Linked DNA regions of Zea mays: regions 2 and 3 are each linked to region 1. The links are chromatin contacts, called in public Hi-C maps. All regions are on one chromosome and are shown on one strand. The core of a region is the stretch at or near the end of the contact, and the rest is flanking DNA. Distances in the headings are between cores, read along the strand shown. Region 1 holds the start of LOC100280412 (trehalase1). Region 2 holds the start of LOC103637109 (5-oxoprolinase). Region 3 holds the start of LOC100501202.

The links. A called contact is a pair of places that touch in the nucleus more often than the background predicts.
Region 2: a contact with region 1 is called in a Hi-C map of leaf, with 7 times the contacts expected there. The contact joins the promoter of LOC103637109 here to the promoter of LOC100280412 in region 1. A contact is called at or near these places in 3 of 25 Hi-C or Micro-C datasets (bundle sheath, ear and leaf).
Region 3: a Hi-C map of leaf shows a contact between it and region 1, with 5 times the contacts expected there. The contact joins the promoter of LOC100501202 here to the promoter of LOC100280412 in region 1. A contact is called at or near these places in 3 of 25 Hi-C or Micro-C datasets (ear, leaf and tassel).

The regions. Positions count from the first base shown.
Region 1 is chr1:80,824,392-80,827,544 of Zm-B73-REFERENCE-NAM-5.0, forward strand. It overlaps LOC100280412 (trehalase1), which reads right to left and starts at 1,599. Exons shown (of 11, transcript NM_001361071.1): 1 at 827-1,599; 2 at 1-106. The coding sequence starts at 1,434.
Region 2 is chr1:80,568,655-80,571,807 of Zm-B73-REFERENCE-NAM-5.0, forward strand. LOC103637109 (5-oxoprolinase) reads right to left here and starts at 1,722. Exons shown (of 2, transcript XM_008659374.3): 1 at 1,583-1,722; 2 at 1-1,367. The coding sequence starts at 1,315.
Region 3 is chr1:80,666,000-80,669,152 of Zm-B73-REFERENCE-NAM-5.0, forward strand. LOC100501202 reads right to left here and starts at 1,517. Exons shown (of 12, transcript NM_001351955.1): 1 at 1,316-1,517; 2 at 963-1,240; 3 at 565-638; 4 at 397-491; 5 at 1-25. The coding sequence starts at 1,451.

The DNA of each region.
Region 1 (3,153 bases), core at 349-2,848:
GTAGGATCTTGCACCATTTGGAACGAAACCATATTTTTCCAACAGGTATACAAGGTTAAGCACAATAGTCTTTGCCGTGTCGTACATTTTGCTCACCAGCAATCCTCTGCATTGAGCCATACCGCGATATAAGAAAGAAAAACGACAAGAATGGGTGTTAGTTCGTTCCCGATGTCCATTTGGGTCAGTGCGAGTAGCTTATACAGTAGGTACAAAAAAAATTAACAGACATATAACAGATCATTGGGTCAGTGCGAGTAGCTTATACAGTAGGTACAAAAAAAATTTAACAGCCATATAACAGATCAGTAGGAACTAGGACAGATAAAAGCAAGGACTCTTTTTCAGAAAACTAATTCCAATGCCAAGGCCACAGCCCACAGCACGGCGGCCAGCACCCATAGAAAAGTCAGGCGTACACAGTCTTTAACTCCTGTATGGAGATGACAAAAGGCGCACGACGAACACAAGAGACAGCGATGACGAAGCATACGACGAACAGAACAGACAAGGTGATGACAAAGCGTACAATGAACGCAGGAAGACACAAATGAAAATCGAGACATTGCCTTACATGTGGGACCGCAGCAGCGACAACTAACGGGAGAAGAACACGTACTATCGAACTCCATGTCAGGACGACAGGACCTGGATTCATCAATTTGCCCCTCCCAAACCCCAATGGAAAAAAAACCACGGATTATTGTACGTGATCCGGTGGGTGATCTAGAACTACCATTTCGTCCAAAACTTAAATATAGTAGTAAGGAGCAAAGCGGCGATGAAACCAAGCGAGCGGGGGCGGATCAGGCAGGAGAAGGGGTACCTGATGACCCAATAGGAGTCCCAGTAGTATACCTCCCGGAACCTGGATCCCGGCACGACGGCCCTGCCGGGCAGCGGCATCAGCGTGTGCCGGTCCGGCCGCGCCGCGACGTCGGGCGCCACCCGCCGCGCCAGGCGCTTCCACAGCGCGTGCACCTCCAGCGCCCACGCCCGCGCCTCGGGGCTGTGGACGTGGGGCAGGAACCCGCGCGGCTCGGGCTCGAAATCCGGTGGGACGTCCGCCACGAGATCGGACCCGGGGTCCCCGAAGTAGCGGGACAGGAAGTCGTCTAGCTCCGCCCGCGACGGCGACGGGCGCGGCAGCGCCGCAAGGGCGGCCGCCGCGGCGCGCTCGTCGGTCGCCAGCGGCAGGTCGACGTAGAACTTGGGGTCGAAGTCGTGAGGCCCCAGCGTGCGCAGCGCCTCCGACTGCACCCGCTGCAGGAGCCCGAGCAGCGCGCTGGCGCCCTCGTCGGATGCGCCGGCGGTGGCGGCGGTTGGCGCCATCTCGGTCGTCGCGCGGAGACAGGGGATGAGGCAGGGGAGGACGACGAGGAGGAGGAGGGGGAGGGCGTGGACGTGCTGGGGTTGCGGCGGGAGCCCAGCCATCCGACGAGGTTTTAAAGGAAGCTCCTACGTGGTGTGCCGCACCCGCACGTGTTGGTGGGGCTACTGGCTACGACGAGCGCGTTGGCGTGGGAGGTCCGAAGACGGTTACGACGGTGAGGACTGAGGACGACGAGCGTCTCCCGCGATTCCTACTGGTGTAGCGTGGTGTGTGGGTGGGTGGGGGAGTGCAAAAGGTGTTGTGGTGGGGGGGACCGGTCGATTCGACAAGTGGCACATAACAACATATCATCGTCGGCCTGCTGGTTTTTGTGAACCGTCGGCTCGGCTCCGCATGCCAGATTGCCATTTGCCAGTGCAGACATGCAGTGGCCTCCGCGTGTCGTGGTAGCAGCCTCGCAACGCCTACCCCAATGACCCCGGTCGACAGGCTGGGTTCCACGTGTCTTGTCTTGTCGCATGTGGAACTGGATTGCCTTTGGCCAATTGGTGGCTCTACCTCACAACTAACAATAATTCGTTAGCAGGCTCAACCCATCTAATAATTTATTAGTTGGCTAACTATTAACTATAGTGATTCTAAATAAACCCTAAATTACATCTTTGGATCAGATTCTATATCATCGCTGGGTAGTGGGTACGTGCTATTCTAGATGCTATTAAAAATAAATAGTGAGTCTAAATCACATCTTTGAATTAGATTCTCTATATCATCAGTGGATACCTGCATCTAGGATATGTGAAACATGTGAAGCATGGATATAGTTAATTCACATATGCCTCTCTTCCAGCTCACATTGTACGAAGCCATTAACTTTCTAGGTTCTCCACGTTACAGTTCTCAATGAAAATGGCATGGCACATGTATAGGTAAAGCCCGTCTTTTTTTTATCATATTGTAATTTCATTTGTTTGATTATTAAGTAGATAACGTACGCATCAAAATAGAGGCACATCATTAGCATGGTTGTATGGTTGGGCTAATTGGTTCGGTTGCAGTTGCACTACATATGTAACCCAAACCGAAAAGACAGAGACATAACCAAAAAGGGAAAATATGAAAATAAAAATAAAAATAAAACTTTATTCCACCATAATTTAAGGAGGACGGAATGAACGAAAAACAGGAGAAACGATGAGAAAAACTTCACACTAGTTTCCATCTTTTCCACCGTAGTGATGCATCAAAACTTTTGAAAAAAAACTCTTTATATTTCTTTGGAATGAACCGGAGTCTCTAGATCAAAGTCGATCCCCATGGACTCTAGCCGACTCCACACATCTTGCACACGGTAGTTGTAAAACCCTGAATATTTGAAAACAACAATTTCTTTGTTCAACACCTAAAATTTAGGTGTTACCGTTTTTTCCTTTTTCTCTTTTCTTAAAAGGGAGAATGATTTTGGCAATACTTAAAAAATAAAACAAAATCCTTGAGAGATTATGATTGTTGCATCTCATGTTGGAGCATTAATTTCCGGTTGTCAAGTTATCTTGGTATGCATACACTTAAAACTTGGAAATACATTTGAATTCGAATTCAAAAAGGGGAAAGGAAGCCAAAAGCTAAATAAAAAATAAAAAGAAAAGAGGAAAGCCACTCACTCCTTCCCCACACGGCCTTCCGCCCCAATCCCTCGTCCGGCTCATCTCCTCACCCCGTGCACAGCCGCCTCATTGGCCGCTAGGGCCCGCATGTTGGCGCAGCCGCTCCCCACACGCGTCCGTTCTCCGCTCCTACTCACTGATCGTCGGGACCCA
Region 2 (3,153 bases), core at 472-2,971, 260 kb before region 1:
GAGAGTTGATTTCAAGTGCAAGATTTTCAAAGGCCTTTCTTGTAGCCTCATAATCAAGAGGCATGTCTTCATTCGGACCAAATATTGATGGGAAGTATTCAGGAATAACGGTTCCTAGGATCAAATTGGCATCGGTAATTGCTAGCTCACCACCTTTTCGGTAACAAACTGGACCAGGGTGTGCTCCAACAGATTCTGGCCCAACCTTGAAAGCGCCAAATTGAAACTTAAGCTTTGATCCGCCACCAGCAGCCACAGTGTTTATGTCAAGCTGGGGAGCTTGAATAATAGCCCCAGCAATCTGTGTCTCCAGAACTTGTTCATAGCTTCCATCATAGCGGCTGACATCTGTGGATGTACCTCCCATGTCAAACCCAATCAGTGGCTTGGATGTCTCAAGTCCAAATAAGGTCTGCGAATAGCCAACCACGCCACCTGCAGGGCCTGACAATACTGCTTTATGCCCAGAGAATCGCCTCTCTGGTGCTAGTCCTCCATCTGACTGCATAAATAGCACATTCACTTGTTCAGAGCCCCCTTCATATCTCGACATGAATCCCGATAGGTACTCTTTGATCACTGGTGTGAGATACGCGTCCACGCTTGCCGTCAGGCCCCGAGGCACTGCACGGACCATCGGTGTCAGAGACGAAGACAATGATACGTGCTTGAATCCCATCCCCAGAGCTAACTTCTCAACCAGGAGTTCATGGTGAGGATAAGTGTACGAATGCATCAACACCACTGCCAAGCATCTGATCCCCTTGTCAAGCAAACCTTTCAACAGAGGCTTCAGTGCTTGGACATCGACAGGTTTTGACACCCTCACCAGTTCCCCAGAGATCCCTTCAACAGATGACTCATCTCTGTCACCATCCCGAACGAGCTCAACTCGCTCGTCGACCTCAATCACCTCCTCGTAAAGATTCGACGGCTTTGACACCTTGAGGTCGAATATGTTCGGGCGAGCCTGGTTACCGATCTGGAGCAAATCCCTAAACCCCCTTGTCACGCAAAGCGCGATCCTCTCGCCCTTCCTCTCCAGGAGGGCGTTCGTGGCGACCGTGGTGCCCATCCTGATCCACTCGATCCTGCCGGTGGGGATCTTGGCCGACCGGGGGATCCTCTCTCCAGAGAACTCCTCCAGGATCCTCCTGATCCCTTCGATGGGCGCGTCGTCGTAGTTCGACGGGTCGACGGAGAGAAGCTTCATGACGTAGCCTTCTCTTCTCCCGGGTACCTCGGCATAGATGTCAGTAAAGGTGCCGCCCCTGTCAATGCAGAACCTGAACTTCTCCGCCGTGCTGCTGCCCATTGCCCCGCCTCCTCCCAAGGCCAACCCTCAACTCGCGAAAAGTTGGAGTTCTCTGAAAAGATCACGAAAGTAAGGTTGGTATTGGTACACCTGAGATCAATCTACAAGTGATGGCTTATAGCCACGGCCCTGAGCTATGTTCCGAATTCATTTAATCTAATCTACCGCAAATACTGGAGAACAGTGGATTGGAATAGAAGGGATATACAGTGCAGACTAATCGGTCTATAGCAGATTAGCAGGGGACGAGTGAGGAGGAGCACTTGCCTCGGTGCAAGAACAGCGGCGGCGGGGAGAGAGGAGAGGTCCCGGGGCCTCGCTCACCGTTGCTGGAGGCTGGAGCTGCTGGCCGCAATGAAAGAGCCACACGATGAGTCGATGGCAGACGAAGAGGAAAATGTGAGTTTGGATTGTGTCTATTGTGTTGGCTGGTGGGCCCATGGGTCTGTTTGGATCGGCTTTTTTCTGAAGAGCTTTTCTGAAAAGCTAGCTGTGGAGGGAAGCTGGCTGTGGAGAAAAGCTGTCTGTTAAGAATCTGGGTGTTTGGTAACCTAGCTGTTGAAAGAATCTACTGAGTGTATACTTTAAACAAACATGTAAATCGTGTACAAATTGTTTAGAAAATAGAAGTACAAACACGTTATGCAAGTGCACAGAGCAGGATGAACTCTCGGTGAAAATCATACACTAGTTCTCTCCTTACTAAATTTCCAAACGACCTCAAAGATTCGATCTTCTTAATCGCAAGGAATGAAGGGCCGAACAAATCAGAAGGGACATTGCTTCAAATGAAAGGAACTGATGATCCATGGTGAAGAAATGCACCCGCTTCTCTCAGCAGCCGCAAGCCACCCGCTTCTCTGGTCGTGTGTATTGTGAGCTTCTGTTGTAAGCGCTTTTCATAGAAGCTGTTCAAGAATCTGAGCGTTTGGGTCCAAGAAGCGGCTTCTGGTGGCCAGAAGCGCCCCAGAAGCTGAACCAAACGGAGCCCATGTCAACGTGTAAGCCTGTTTTCTCGGCCGTGCTCAGACTATGTTCAACGGTGCACCCTTGGCACCCCCTCTCCTATTACTGTAGCCCATATAGGGGCTACAGTACGCCCCCTTCCCCTTCAACGCTTCCCTCTTCCTCCTCCTCTCCCCTCCCGATTCTTTCTCTCTCTCGCTAAATGGAAGGGGACGCTATGGCGCTCGCCTCCCCCTCGGCCGGTAGCTTCCCAGACAAGCGCGCGCGGTCGGAAAACTCCGACGAGGGAGGTCCAGGCGATTCAAGGGCGACCGCACCGCTCCAGGAGAAGGCAGCCGTGGATCCGCCGTCGGCCGTGGATCCGCCGTCGGCCGCGAATCCTTTCTGTTGGTCCGGGCGGCGAGCAGCAGACGTCGTCGGCAACGCGGATCCAGCGGCCAAGTTCGCGGAGCGGCGACCCGGCCGATCCGTGCGAAGACGCCGCCGCCGGTCGTCTGTGTCCGCCAGTTCGTCGTCTGCGGGGTGGAGGTCAACGGGAGTTCATCGATTCGCCGACAGATCTACGCTGAGCCGATCTGCGTCATTCGAGCTTCAAGGTCCAAGGTACATCAATCGCTGCTCCAAGTTCTTCAGCTCGGATTGAATCCGTCTCCCAAAAACACCTTCCTTCGAATAACCCTAGGGTTTACATGTACTTCACATTTTAAGTAGATCGATGCATTTGTTCATGGCGAACTTTGACAGCTAGGGTTAACTCGGTTGTCCGAATGGCCTATTGTTAGCGTATGAAGCCTAAGTGATCCGTCCATATCATGTACATCATGTCGAAGTTCACTTTTAGTTTTGGATCATAGGAAACAACATGAACACTC
Region 3 (3,153 bases), core at 267-2,766, 160 kb before region 1:
TGAATAAGTGGCAACCCCTTCAGATCTATAAATATTTGCCACATAAACAGTAATAATTAGCATTCATTACAGAATCCACAAATTAAAAAGATATGAATAAAGCAATTAACACTTGTATGACACTGAAGCAGCACCATGCTCATGTAAGACAAAATAATAATGAACTTTTCCAGATAAAAGTGCAAGACTCAGATTTACATTGTAGAGTTTATATAACTTTATGGCGCATGGTCAGTGACTGTGTTATGATTTACATTATTTACAGTAAGACTAAAATTCCTACATGCTTGCAAGTTGCAACACATATACCACTTTGTGCCACCAGAGCGTCAGCCAATCAATTGGACAATTGAATACAAATCCCAACAAGTAAGCAAAAGCGAGAGTTAAGCTTACTGTCGAGAAGACTCTGCCCTGCTCTTTGCATTTCCTTGGAAGGCTCGACCAGGTTAACCCTCTCTATTGATTTTGGCCACACTGCCCTCATTGCCCTGCTTTCTCATAGACATATTAAGCCTGTGTAAAAAAAACAGCAATAACAGATGTAAATCAGGACATCCTTACCAAAGAGCTGAACTTGGCCCGGCGCCAAAATCCAACACCTTGGCAGGCGCAAACTCTGGCAACCTTCGTCTAACCTGCAAAGCCCATGAAGCGGTCCATGAACGTGCAACGTTAATAGGGTGTTTTATTTGAAAAATGAGTTGGTTCATCATCTTCTCACTCCTCATTTTTTTTGTTTAGTTTGTAGAATTAAATATGTTGATTTATCATCACCTAATTCCTCATAATTAGTTAGTATTAATATGAGGAATGAGATCATCCTACCAAATTTAAATTTGAGGAATGAACCTATCATGCACCAACTCATTTGGAATATAGTGATTCCTCAAACCAAACGCCCTATAAACAAACTCAGCTCGGTAAGGACGGTAGAAGCAGCGAGTTCTGATGGTAGCGACCTCGCGTAGCACGCGGTGGCACGCGGCGTAGATGGCTGGCATGCGTGACGCGACGTAGGCAACTGTCTCGTCCTCGCGGTACCGGAGGCCAATATCGCCGTAGGCCGACCGCACCTTCCAGCGCGCCGACCGCTGCTCGGCGCCCGACGGCGCGTTGGGGTCGTCGAGGAGCGCGGCGCGAGTGGCGGCCGCGGCTAGCTCGGCTCCGGTGCCCTTGGCGCGGTCGAAGGACGCCGAGAGCAGCAGCACCTTGCGGTTCATGTGCGCCCTGTCCTGGTCTGTGCGAGCGAAAGGGGTTAGCAGGGGAGGCAATCAGTCGAGCAGGTGGCGCGCGGGGCGCGTCTATCGGTTACCGCGGAGGTAGCGCTTGATGGCGCGGCGGAGGGAGAGGGGGACGAGGTGGATGCCCTGGGACTGCTTCGCCGCCGTGCGGAGCGTCTCCGGCGTCAGCAGCCGTGGCGCCGTCTCCGGCAGGAGTGCGGCCGCCATGTGTCGTCACGACTCTCGCGGCGGCGCTAGGACCGTGGTTCCGTGAGCGACACAGGGTTCAGGAAGGGACGCAGTGAGAGAGGAGAGACGCACATAGAGATGGCCAAACGGGCCGGGCCTGCTGAGCCAGCGGGCTTAATTTTCTGTCCAAGTTCGGCCCGCAGCGGGTCTAAACGGGCCGAGCCGACCCGTTTAGCACGAAAAAAACGGGCCGAAAAGCGGGCCGGTAAGCACATTTTAGTGTAAAAAACGGGTTTAACGGGCTTAGAGGTAAACGGGCCGTGCCGCGCTAGCCCGCCGTGCCTAGTTTCCTGTCAAGCCCGCCCGCTTATTCTACCGTGCCGGGCTCGGACCGGACCCAAAAAGCGGGCTTCGTGCCGGGTTCAAGTGCCTCGTGCTTTTTGGCCATCTATAGACGCAGAGCTACCAAAGGGAGGACGGCTCGGATCGATCGAGGAGGCGCACCGTCCGATCGGACATGGGCGGCGCAAGACCATTGTGAGCATGAGAGGTTGCATTCTTACAGAAAAAACCCTCTTTTATACCTGTTTTACATGTTAAACCTGATGCCTTAGCAAAGCAAATAAATAGATTTTTCACGGGTATGCTGAAAAAAACTCGACCTCAACGAGCCGGCTTAAACTCACAGCAGCTCGATGTTCATAACAAGCTCGAGCCGAGCCTGTTTTTGTGGCTCGTTAAAAGAGCGAGCCAACTCGACTCGGTTAGTTACGGCTCGTGAGCTGACTCAATCCAACAACAAAATGTTACATAAAATCCTAATTATGTTATAGTGTTAATATAAAATATACAATTAGTTTATGTTATTTAAGATTAAGTACAGAATTAATCTACTTTCTATATTATATTAGTAATATATTTATTTAATAATTTAAAATATGTTATTAAAATTATTTTTGAGATTTTATATTATAATTTAGAGGGTGAGCTCAAGCTTATGACTAGACTCGATAATCCGGTGTTGGGGGCCTTCGGTTTCCGAAGGTCCTCAAAGACATGATTTAACAATGTTTCTGGAGTATAATGTGTGAACAGGTATCTTCGGACTAGAGATGTCAATGGGGACCCGATACCCGCTAACCCGTGGGGAATTCCCCTATTAGGGTACGGGTATGGGACAAAAATTGTACCCATGGGTATGGATATGGGACAAAATCTCCACCCATTGGGTAAACGGGTATGGGTTTGGAAAGCAATAATCCGAACCCGATTACCCATGGGTATTTCATACGTGTACACCTGTCGTGTTTGTATGAATGAGTTGAGGCCGAGCCGGCCACCAAGCCTAGCACGACAGCGCACCAGGCCTCAGGTCCTAGCCCAACAAGGCAAAACAGCAAGGCAACTAGCAGACTAGCAAAAAACAAAACCCTAAAATAACCAACCATATGCTACACCCTACCCAGACGACGGTGACGACCATGGATTCTCAGGCGCCAACAAACTCAGATGGTGACCAAGGAAGGTGAGCAAACTCCATTTCTCCATTTCTTCTATCGGTCTCGAAGTACTTATTTCTTTTTTGATGGATGGATGAATGAATCATGGTTCATGGATGAGTGCTTGCCGATGTGGTGATGTCTGAAATCTAGAAAGTTTGTGCTACCTGTTAATACCTAGTTATCCCTTAATTGGGGATGGGGACCCATTGGGGACCCGAAACCCGAATGGGTATGGGTAT